Regions from separate parts of the Canis lupus genome. Here region 2 is linked to region 1. The links are chromatin contacts, called in public Hi-C maps. All regions are on one chromosome and are shown on one strand. Each heading gives the region's core, a stretch centred on a gene start, on an enhancer-like site or on the middle of the called end of the contact. The rest is flanking DNA. Distances are from core to core; before and after follow the strand shown.

What was found. A called contact is a pair of places that touch in the nucleus more often than the background predicts.
Region 2: a contact with region 1 is called in a Hi-C map of blood, with 2.8 times the contacts expected there. The contact joins the promoter of UBE2I here to the promoter of TELO2 in region 1. A contact is called at or near these places in 2 of 9 Hi-C or Micro-C datasets (both in blood).

Annotation. Positions count from the first base shown.
Region 1 is chr6:39,791,155-39,796,806 of UU_Cfam_GSD_1.0, reverse strand. TELO2 (telomere length regulation protein TEL2 homolog) reads left to right here and starts at 2,270. Exons shown (of 21, transcript XM_038540828.1): 1 at 2,270-2,530; 2 at 3,198-3,575; 3 at 4,150-4,427. The coding sequence starts at 2,388. It overlaps PTX4 (pentraxin-4), which reads right to left and starts at 193. Exons shown (of 3, transcript XM_038540830.1): 1 at 1-193.
Region 2 is chr6:39,922,365-39,928,016 of UU_Cfam_GSD_1.0, reverse strand. It overlaps UBE2I (SUMO-conjugating enzyme UBC9), which reads left to right and starts at 2,113. Exons shown (of 7, transcript XM_038540854.1): 1 at 2,113-2,244.

The DNA of each region.
Region 1 (5,652 bases), core at 1,021-3,520:
TCCCTTTGATATGGCAAGGGAAATGGGGTTGGGAGCCACCTTAATTTACTTTGAGGTATAGGTTGTATGATGGGCTGAATGGTGGTCCCTGAAATGGTAGGTCCAAATCCCAACTCTGTGAATTCCTCTGTACTTGTGAATGTAAGCTTATTTGGGAAAAAAGGGCTCTTGCAAATATCATTAAGGATCTTGAGATGAGACCATGCTGAGTTTGGGTGTCCTTACAAAAGACAGAAGAGCAGAGGCACAGGGGAGAAGGCCGTGGGAAGACAGGCAGAGGCCAGGGTCATGTGGTGCAGAGAAAGCCAGAAGCTGGAGGAGGCAGGAAGTGTCCTCCCCTGGGGCCTTGGGGAGTGGGTGGCCCTGGGACACCCAGCAGTCACTGGTTATAGCAGTGGCTGTGCACAGTCTTGAATGGCTCCTCTTCTCCCAGGTGTGACTCCAGCAACAGCAAAAGGACAAAGGTGAAGGGACCCAGGGCCAAGGAGAACTCAAGGGGAGGGAGACAGCATTGAATGCACGGATCCAATGTGGCCCGGGAGAGTGACAGGTCAAGGGCAGGGCAGGTGGAGGTGCAGAGAGAGCCTCCCCACCTGCAGGGGCAGGATGTGTGTCAGTGTCCCCAGGCCACAACCAATGACCCGTAACCAGTACAGGTCCAAGGTCAGGGTGTCCCAGGGCCCCGCTTCTCCTCAAGGCTCTGAATAAGGATTTTCCAAACAAATAAATAATTAGGGGCTTCTGGGTGGCTTAGAGGGTTAAGCATCTGGCTTTGTGTTCTGCTCAGGTCATGATCCTAGGGTCCTGGGATTGAGCCTGGCGTCGGGCTCCTGCTCTACGGGCAGCGTGTGTCTCCCTCTCCCTCTGCTACTCCGTTTGTTCTCTTTCTCTCAAACAAATAAACAAAATCTTTTTATTTTATTTTATTTTATTTTATTTTTTTTCAAATAAACAAAATCTTAAAAGAAAATAATTAAATCAGGAAAGCTGAAAGGCAAGATTTAAGCAATTGCCCAGAAAGCAGGGCAAAAAGACAGAGAGATGGAAAAAAAGAGAGAGAGAGAAAGTATAGCCTTCAAGGGGAATCCAATGAAGAGCAAGCACAGAGTGAGAGAAGAGAAAACGGGAAGGTAGTCTGGGAAGGGTTCCCGGCCGAGGGCATCAGTCTCAAGACGGTGTGCCAGAGAGGGCCACTTGTCATGTGTCAGAACCCCATGGCTGAGGAGTCTCCAAGTGTCGGTGGAGGAAGTGGAGGAAGAACTGGGTCACACGGAACGACTGGAGACTCTCCTCCCAGAACTGAGTGCTGGCTGCCAAATACAGGAGCAAACCTCAACGTCTCCGAGTGAAAATTATTATCACTTAAAATTGTTTGTCTAGCTCAAATGTGAAGCTGCCTGGAGCAAACAACAAAGGCACTTTTCGGACACCTAAAGGCTTTGGGGGTGTGTCTCCCATGCTTCAACACAGGGATCCAGGCCCAACGGAGCTGCTGTCCGGGCTCCAGAGCCGGGCTCCAATCCAGGAGCTGACTCGGGGGGATTCCCAGAGGCCCAGGAGGGCATCGTCCTCCCCGCGACCCGTCGCAGCCCACACCCACTCCGCAGGGGCGGCCTGCCTGGCCCAGCCCTGCCCTGCACCTTTGCCCCCGCCCCTGCTCCCTTCCTCCCGCCTGCACGCCTGGCGCAACGTCCAAATCGGAGCTCCTCATTCTGCTTACATTTTTAAAAAAGATTCTATTTATTTATTCATTTGAGAGAAAGAGAGAGAGCGAGCGAGAACGCGCGAGCGCACGGGATCGGAGAGGGAGACCAGGGGAAGACGGAGCGTCTCCAGGGGGCTCCCGGCCAGCGCGGGGCCCCCCCGGACCCCCCCAGCGCCCCGAGGCCGTGACCCGAGCCTCAACAGCCGGAGCCGCAGGCTCCCCTGCCTAACGCCCCTGCCGACTTCGCGGACGGACGGCGCCTGTTCTTCATGCGAGCCCTTGACCCGCAAGCGGGGGCCTGGAGAGGCTGGCTGTACGCAGCAGGCATTTAAGGAGTGCGCGCGGAGGGAACGCATCTTCCCAGACTTCCCCGGGGGGCAGCCGAGGCGGGACCGGCGCCTCGCTGCGAGGCCTTCCCGGGCCGCCCGCGGCGCTGCTGCCCCCGCGCGGCCGCCGGGACCCGGAGCTGCGCTCGGAAAGCGGCCACCTGCTGCGGGGAACCCTTGCCTTGGCGGCCCCGCCCACCCGAGGTCCCGCCCCGCCGCGCTCGGCGCAGGCGCAGTCACGGCCACCCGCCCCACGCCTCTTCCGGGTCCCGGGCTTCGCGGCAGATTCGTCGCGATGTGCCCGCGGGCACCGGCCTCACGGACTCGAAAAAATTCAGCGGCAGCTCTGCCAGCGCATGGGAAGCTCGTGCCCCGAGGTCTCACAGCCTAGGCCACGAACCGCGTGCAGAACTGGGCCTCGGCGGCCGTGCCGAATCAGCGGAGGGATAGCAGCGGCGGGGCGGCCGGGAGCGCGCGGGGAGACTCCGGGACCCAGCGGGTGCGCGCCTCCCCGAGACCCCCGGGCGCCCCTTAGGCCCCCCCAGGCCCCCCCAGGCACCCGCCCGTCCCTGAGGCCCCCCTCCCGGCCTCGAGGTCCCCCGCCCGCCCCGAGGTCCCCCTCCCGCCCCGGAGGCCCCCCTCCCGTCCCCCAGGTCCCCCCCCCCCACGCCCCTGATGCAGCCTTAGCTAGTGGCCGGGTGCGCGGACAGACCACCTACCTAGTGGTACTGAACCCCGCAGAGGGGCCTGACCAGAAATACTGCAGATGACACGGGTTCCTGGGAGAGAAGCTAGGATGCGGGGGTCCAGGGTCCCCGGCCTTAGCGCCACCGACGCAGGAGTTAGGATAATCCCCTGTGGTGGGTGCTGTCCTGCACATAGGGGACGTTGACCAGCATCCTGGGCCTCTCCCACCCCCTCACTAGATGCCAGCAGCACCCCAGCTGTGACCCTGAGGTCCAGTGGACCTACTGTAGAGGGTACCAGAAGGGCCCTGAGCTGGGAACCAACTCTTGGTAGAAATGGCTGGTGCTGGCAGGGGAGGATCCTGCGGGTGCAGAGAGATGGGGTCCCTAGCCACCTAACAAGAGGGGCCAGGGGGTGGGGGTTCTGAGAGAATGTGGAACCCACGTCTAGTCTGACAGCGGGTCCCGCGTGGTTGCCAGGGGCTCCGTGGCCGTCTCACCTGAGTCTCCCATGGACTCCAGGATGGACCCAGCTGTCTCTGCAGTCCGGCTCACCGTCCGGGAAGCAGTTCACACTCTTTCCTCCTCCGAGGATGGCGACCGCATCCTTTCCACGCTGGGGTCCCTGAAGCGGTATCTCGGTGGAGCGGAGAACCCGGCCCTTCCCGGGGAGCAGGAGGAGTTTGCCAGGATGCACTTCTCAGCCCTGCTCCGGTGTCTGGTGGGCAGGCTGAGCCCCGCCTGGCTGGAGCTCCTGCCGGGCGGCCAGCTGGAGGCACCATGGGCCAGCTTCTTTCTGGAGGGCCCTGCGGACCAAGCCTTCCTGGTGCTGATGGAGTCCATCGAGGGCATGGCTGGGTGAGTGGGGCTCGGTCTGATTATGTGGTCACTTGTGATGCAAAGGATTGCGGGCCCACAGGTTCTCCAGTAGCTGCGGGAATTCGGTGTCCTGAAAGGTTGAGAGTAGGACTTGCCCCTGGCGGAGCACTGGAGAATTTAAAGGGGGTTGTGTTAATCTCCTTGGCAATGAAGAGGCCCTTGCCCTGGGTCCTGCCCCGTCGGTGAAGGGAGGGAGCAGGAGCGTTCCCATCCCGGTGGCTTAGGCCGTGGGCCTTGCCGTCCTCTTGGGGCCCCTTCCTTCCCTCCCTTCCCTCCGTGCCTCTCTGCTGTGCAGTGAGCCACCTGGCCCTGCAGCAAACTCATGGGGACACCTTCCTCGAGGCAGTTCCCAGACACTGCGTCGTGCGGGGCTGCACGTGGCCCCGGGTCGTGGCACAGCTGGGTTGCGGTTGCTGAGATACACGCAGAGCTGGTGTGGAGCGGGAGACGGGACTGGCTGGCTGCCAGGGGGATTTAACCATCGGTTTTAGGTGCGGGGTGAGCTGTGGGTCGCGGGCTCCCGGCTCCCGCATGACGCCTGCTCTTGCTTCAGCCCGAGCTTCCGTCTGATGAAGATGGTGCAGCTGCTGGCCCAGTTCCTGGGCGCCGGCAGGGTGGCCGCCGTGATGGAGAGCCAGTGTTGGCAGCTGGCCGAGCCGGCCTTCCCGCTGCTCCAGGAGACGCTCCTCGCCAAGCTGGTGGGCCTGCCCGACCACCTGGGCAACCGCCTGCAGCGGGAGAACCTGGCTGCCTTCCTTCCGCAGAACTACTTCCCTCTACTCGGCGAGGAGCTCCTGCGGGTGCTGCAGGCCGTGGTGGACTCTCTGCGAGGTGTGGGGCCCTCTGCGCTGTCCTCAAGCCCTCTTCTCTGGCCACTGCCCCCCCCTCCCCCCCCCCCGGCTTCTCACAGCCTCTGGAGAAGGGATTCTCTGGGTGATGCCATTGGCAGGTCTGCGGGCTGGTAGGGACCTGTACTGGTCACAGTGGCTGAGCGTCACCCACTTCTTGGCTCTTGACCTTGGAGATGGAGATGACCTTGATTCCTTTAGCTCCTGGTTGGGCTGCTGGTGAAGCCGACCCGGTGGGGCTGCTCACTGCCAGGCCACTCACCGCGCTCAGTCTCCGCCACCCCGGGTGGGCCCTGGTGTCTGGACCGCCTGCTCTCCCGCCGTGGGGTGAGCACAGGGTCTTGCCCCTGTGTGTCCAGCGCCCCAGCAGCTGAGGCTGTGCAGTGGGTGCCATGCGCGGGCGCTCCTTGAGGCCCTTCAGTTGTGCTCATGTGGCCCCCGTGGCTACCCCGCGAGGGAGGCCTTGCCACTGTACCGGGTGAGGGAGCAGGTTGAGGCAAGGCACGCCTGTGTCTGCTGAGCCCACGGGGTCTGTCTCGGCTTAGCCGGGCCGCCCCACTTCCTCGTCTGTGCAGGGAGAGGCCCCCAGCATGTTCTGAATGAGTCGAGAGCAGATCTAGACCACATGTGCTTCCGTTGGGCGGCTGCATCCTCGTCCTTGTAGGACTTCGGATGCCCCCTCTTTAGGTGGCAGATGCTGTGTTTGCATCATGCACGTCCTGTCTCATGCTGGGCACCGTCCTCCTGGCGCTTCTGGTGGAGCTGGTGCTCCCATCCTCACGTGTCCCCATGCCCTGTCGCTCCCTGCGGGTGGCTCAGACGCCTGCCACCCGCACCATGTGGCTGACTGCTTGGGCCACCCCTCGGTGCCTCCTCCTTGTGCCGCCACACTGGGCCCTACTCCGTGGTGATTGGGCGAGCAGGAGGGTGAAAGGCTGTTTGAAATTATGATGGGTGCTTCCGGTTAGAAACAGTGCTACTGGGATTTCAGTTGGAGTTAGATGGAAAGGAGTGGTGTTTTTTTTTCTTTTTTTTTTTTTTTTAAGATTTTATTTATTTATTTATAGAGACACAGAGAGAGAGGCAGAGACACAGGCAGGGGGAGAAGCAGTCTCCATGCAGAGAGCCTGACGTGGGACTCGATCCAGGGTCTCCAGGATCACACCCTGAGCTGCAGGTGGCGCTAAACCGCTGCGCCACCGGGGCTG
Region 2 (5,652 bases), core at 864-3,363, 130 kb before region 1:
CTCATGACAGACACACAGAGAGAAGGGCAGAGACACAGGCAGAGGGAGAAGCAGGCTCCCTGCAGGGAGTCCAACGTGTGTTTCGATCCTGGGTCCCCAGGATCACACCCCGGGCCGAAGGTGGTGCCAGACCGCTGGGCCATCGGGGCTGCCCTGCTCCTCCGATCCTGACTCTCTTCCCAGCATGAGGACAGCTTTCCCCTAGGAGGGCAGTTCTTCCTGCTGTGGTTGGACCTTGGCCATCAGAGCCAAGGGGCCGCACTTCCCATCTCCGGGTATCCCCTCCTCACGCATAGACAGGACCTGCTCTTAGTTTCCTTCTCTGCAACCTTCCATGGCTCCCCAGGGCCCACAGGGTCAGGCCCAGGCCACCCTTGGTGGTCGGCCTCCCCGAACGACACCCCTGCTCCCTCTCTGCCCTGTCTGTGCAGAGCCCACGAAGGCCCATGGGTCTCCTCTCTTGCCTCCAGCAGCGGCCACCGCTCTTTGTCAGGTGTCTTCCCCACACAGCCTGGTGCAAACCTGGCATCTGCACAAGGATGGGCCCGAAGCCCATGCTCCTTGGCAGGAAGCCACTAGAAAGTGGGCCGTGCAGCAGGCTCTCCTGGGGTTCTCGTTAAAACACACACTCCCGCCCGCAGGACCCCTGGGCTCTGGTGAATCAGAAGCCCCAGGAAACAGGTGTCTCAGATAAGCCCCAGATGGTCCTGACACTCTCAGGTGCAGAACTGCAGCTGCCTGGGGGAGGGGCAGGGCGGCAGCGGCCCATGGGGGTGGCCCTGGGGATTCAGGAGCCGACAGCCCGGCGGAGTTCAGGCCTGGCGGGGACGTGACCGCTTATACTTGGCTCATTGGTCACCGGGGCGGCGGTCACTCTAGCCAAGCCCCAGAGGCCACTGCTGGCCGGGGTGGGGGTGGGTGGGGTGGTGACCTAGGCCCCGCATCAGGGGGACGCCCTCATTTTACTCCCCAAGTAACAGGAGGGCTGGGAGCGGCGCGGCTTGCATGCCCTGAGCAGCCGCTGGACACGGGGCCTGTGGTCCCTGCCCCTGGGGAAGCCTGAGCACGGTGCCAACTACGGGGCCCCGGGGGAGAGAGGGAGGGAGGGAAGGGAGAGGAGGGGAGGGGGAGGGGGGAGAAACGGAGGAGGGAGGGAAGGGGGAGGGGAGGGAGGGGGAGGGGGCGTGCAGGCCCGCCGCTCCGGCATTCCAGTGCCCCCACCCGCGACCTGCAGCCCGGGGCCGCGATGCCCTCCAGCGGCCCCTGCGCGGGGATGGGGGTGCCCGAGACACCCACCGCTGCTTGACCCCTAGGCGCCCACCGGGGCAGCGGACTGACCTCGGAAGGCGCCCCCCCACACACACCTGGGGTTCGGGCGACGAGGCGGGCCCGACGGGGAGACGCCCGGCGGACCGGGAGGGGCCGCGGTTCGCTCCGCCCGCCGTCCGCTCTCCTCCCCTCCCTTATGCGCCCGCGGCCCCGGCGGCCCGCCCCCGGGTTAGGGAGCGTCAGCACTTGTGGTCCCGTCGGTCCGGCGGGCGCTCGGCCTCCTGTGCCGGGTCGACTCATTGGGCGGCTTCGCCGGGCGCCCCGCCCCGGGCCCGCAGCTGGCCAATCGCAAGGGGTTTCACAGGCCGCCGTGCTCCGGGGACCGTCACCGCGCTGCGACGCTTCGGGGATCCTTAGGCCTCAGTGGGCTTTTCTCCCCCGGCCCCTGATCCCAGCCCCAAGGAGACCTCCGGGGCCCGTGCGCGGGCAGCTGCCCGCGCGGCATCCGGGGGGCCCTCGGCGGTCTCGGCCTCCGCCGGCCCCCGCTGCCCGCCGGCGTGTCCTCGGGTGGACGCGCGCGTCGCGAGGGGGAGTTTGCAGACGCTCCCTCCGGTCGGGGACGCGGCTCCTTTAAGGGCGCAGGTGTCCGCGGCGCCGCCCGACGGGAAAGCCTCCGCCGACCCAGGCTCCGGAGCCGCACCCGGGGCGGGGGCGCGCGGCGGCAGGGCGCGGGCGGCGGGCGGCGCGCGGCGGGCGGGGCGGCGCGGGGCGCGGGAAGGCGGCGGCGGCGCGCGGGGCAGGCGCGCGGCGGGCAGCCCCCGTAGGCCCCGCCCCGCCCCGCCCGCCGGGGGTCCTCGGAGCGCTCGGGCTGCGCGCGGAGCGGGCTCGGGAGGGAAGTCCCGAGACAAAGGGAGCGCCGCCGCCGCCGCCGCCGCCGCCTCGTCCGCCTCGCTCGCCGGGCCGCGGCCGCCCGAGGTGAGCGCGGGGGCGCGGGCGGGCGGCGGGGGGCGCGGGCGGGGGCCGGCCTCGGGGCGCGGGGCCTCCGCCGCCGTCGGGCCCGGCCGGGCGCCTCCCCCAGCCCCGGCCCGCCCCGCGCCCCCCCCGCCCGGAGCCGGGCCGCCTCAGTCCGCGGCGTGCGCCCCCCCCCGCCCCGGGGTCGCGGCCCGCCGGCCCCTCGAGCCCCGCGCGCGCCCGGCCGGGAGCGCGGAGAACGGCCCCCCGGCGCGTGCCCGGCGCGGCCCCGGAGCTGCGGCCGCGGTTGACAGGGATGCGAGCCCGCCCGCCGCCGCTGCCGCCCGCGGGATCCGTTTCCGGGGTCACGGCCCGCCCGCCGGCCGCGGAGCTCGTGCGCGGGGCCCCGACGCGCCAGGCGCCCCCCGCCCCGAGCCCCGCGGGGTCTCCCGGGGCCGAGCGCAGGGGGCCGGGCCTGCACCTGCTGGGGCCGGGGCGCCTGCGGACCCCGGGGCCCGCGGAGGAGTCGGCAGCCCCGGCCCCGCGGACCCCAGCTTGCTCCTGCTTTGCTTACGGGGTGCGGGGCGCCGGGCGGTCGGAGCCTGGGGAGCCCCGAGGTCAGGGACCCGGCCTCCGAGTCGGCGCCCGGGGTCCCGGGAGCTGTCGGGGGGCGGGCGGCCAGGTAGGTGCCTCTGCCGGGTGCAGCAGGTCCCCCCCTCGGGGAGCGCCGCCCAGGACGGCCCGGGCGGGGCTCCCACTCGCAGCGTGTCTGCGTCCCGCACAGGCCCGAGGGGTCGCAGTGCTGCGCCCATTTCACAGATGAGACCGAAACCGTCCGGACGGGAGATGAGTGCCTAGCCCAAACCCCGGCAGCCAGGGCAGCCAGGAAGCGGCTCTGAGGTCTGTACCCTCAGGTCGCGGAGCACAGCGCCAGGGGAGTTCACCGAGAGTCCACGCCGCTGCGGGAACCCTGGCGGGAGGTGGCTGTGCCTGGAGGGCCCGCTCCCGTCCTCGGGCTGTCTCCCCGGCCTGGGGATGGGTCGTCCCATCTCCCGGCGTCTGGCTCGCACCTAACCACCCCCCTGAGTGCCTCTCTGTGAGCTTGTCCCGGGGAGATGTGGTCTTAAGTGGGATTCTGAATGAGAGGTTGCCTGCTGTGGTTGAAATGTAGCAAACTGGAGGCTGGTGGGAGTGGGAGCATGTCTGAGCCCAGGTGTGTGCTGGGGACAGGGCAGCTGTGCACCTGTGGCTCTTTGTCCCGCCGGCAGAAACCCACCCCGGTCTGGCCCAGCAGCACCCCCGCGGCAGGAGCTCTCCTGCGACCACCCCTCCTGACTTCCCCCAACCTGGGACACCCTCACACAGGCCCTGGGGCAGGGCCTCCATGGGCGGTCCTGTCCAGTCTTCAGGGCAGAAGAGGTGGCAGGGTTGTGCCACGGGTACGCTTGCAGACGGCGCTCAGGACGGCCTGGCCTGGCCTGGCAGGGCCTGCCCCCAGCCCCCACAGAGCGCCCCGTGTTGGGGAGCTCCGGCCTGGGGCTTCAGAAACCTGTTTAGATGCCTGGCAGAGCTTAGGCTCACCGGGGACCTTGCATCTCAACTACAGAACTGCTTACCAGGCTGCTTGTCTTTGGTCGCTGAGGCTCCGTGTTGGTTAATTCAGCAGAAGGTTCCTGCCAACTTGCACTGTCTGCTTCCCCGGGGGGGTGAAGGGGGTGCTCCGGTGATCATGCTGTGTGCGCCAGGGAGCTCGGGGGCAGGAGTGTTTTGTGCCCTCGAACCTCCTGCAGGGAAGGGCATTTCCACTGACCCAAGGCTTGGGGTTGGCTCAGATTCCACGGAGAAGGACCAGTGGAAATGAAGGTTTTGAGAAACTTGTAGAAGTAAAGCATCTTCCGGCATCGGGGTCCCTGCCCGCTTCTAACCAGAGAACACTTGGGAGGCAGACTGGCCTACGCTCCTGCAAGCCCTAATCCTCCTCCTCAGGATCAGCGCTCGCCCTTGTTGCACTGCTGGGCCCCCGCCTCTGGCCCAAACAAATATTCCAGACGAGTGTGCTGTCCTGTGAAGGAGATCTGGGCAGGGGTGCACCTTGCTGGTCCCAAACTCCCCCTGGCAGGTGTTCCTGGCGGCCAGGTCCGTACACGGATGGGGACGAAGGGGGCAGACTAGGATTCTGGGATCATGTGGTGAATTGCAGTTCTGTTCTGGGTCAGCATGCTGTTGTCTATATCGAACGTAGTCTTGAGGTCAGTTAAGATCAGAACCTCGTACAAGGTGTGCTCTGGCGTCACGGTGCCAAAAGCTGCAGGCGGCAGCCCCGGGCGGGGGGGTGTCGTCATCATGTCATGCTTTCTGAATGGAGGGCTGTGATTTTTGACTTTTTGTTTTTCTTATAAGCTAAGTACATGGTTTTTAAAACGGGACCCCATCTAGTTGGTCTGGCGGTTTGTCATAACTCAGCCAGCTTCCTGAGACCTGGTCTCTTGCATGACACCAGGGACTACAGTCGTGTTCTGCAGTGGTGATTCCCAGACCCTTCCTCCTACTTGGCTTACTTCTTGGGAAGAGAATTGACCGAGAGCCTCCCAGACCCCAGGCACTAGGTCTCGCCCAGAGTTCTGACGTAAGGCCACAGGGGTCTGGGACGTGCATTTTTGACAGGCACACAGGGCCACACCTGGAGAGCCAGAGATAGCAAGGTCCAGGGCCTGTGTCCGCTGAGCTGTTGGTCTCACCCCTGCTGCATGACGGTGTGGGCTCTGGGCAGGGGACTGTGCTGCTCAGGGACCGGGAGGGGGGTGGCTGGGGTGGGGGGTAGGTGTTGGGGCAGAGAGCATGATATGGATTGGACTGCTGAGGGGCAGTTGAGGGTGTGTGAGCTGGGTTTGAGTTGAGGCTCCACACTTAGCCAGGGCCCTACCTTCTGGTCGTTCCCAGGTCTGTCGAGCCTGGTGGGGAAGCAGGGGTGTAGGTGAACCTGAGCCCAGGAACATGGCTGGGAGGTGGTTCTCCTGAACCCAACTGAAAACCCTGGTAGTTGTGGAGAACCCCGCATTGTACTCAGGAGCGTGGGTTGTTGGACCTTTAACCCCATAAGAGCAGAGCAGAGACTTGTTGCCAGGTGTCCATGAAGCCTGCCTGAAGGGTTGGGGCAGGCTGCTGTCATCCCCTTCTAGGAGACACCCTCTTTGTCTTGTTAAAGCCTTGTTTATGGTAAATGTTGGATTCTAGGAGTCCTCGATGTTTCCATGGACTTTGAAGAGCAGCAAACAGACTCAGGGCAAGATTCTCCCAGGGCAGGAGGGAGCCAAGGGCAGCTGGGGGCGCCCCAGCCTGTTCTTTGCTGGGTGAGCGGCAGCCCAGAGAGTCTGTTCCACCTGCAGGCTGCGCACAGGTGTGCTCAGCGGGCGCCAGGCCACTGGTGGGAAC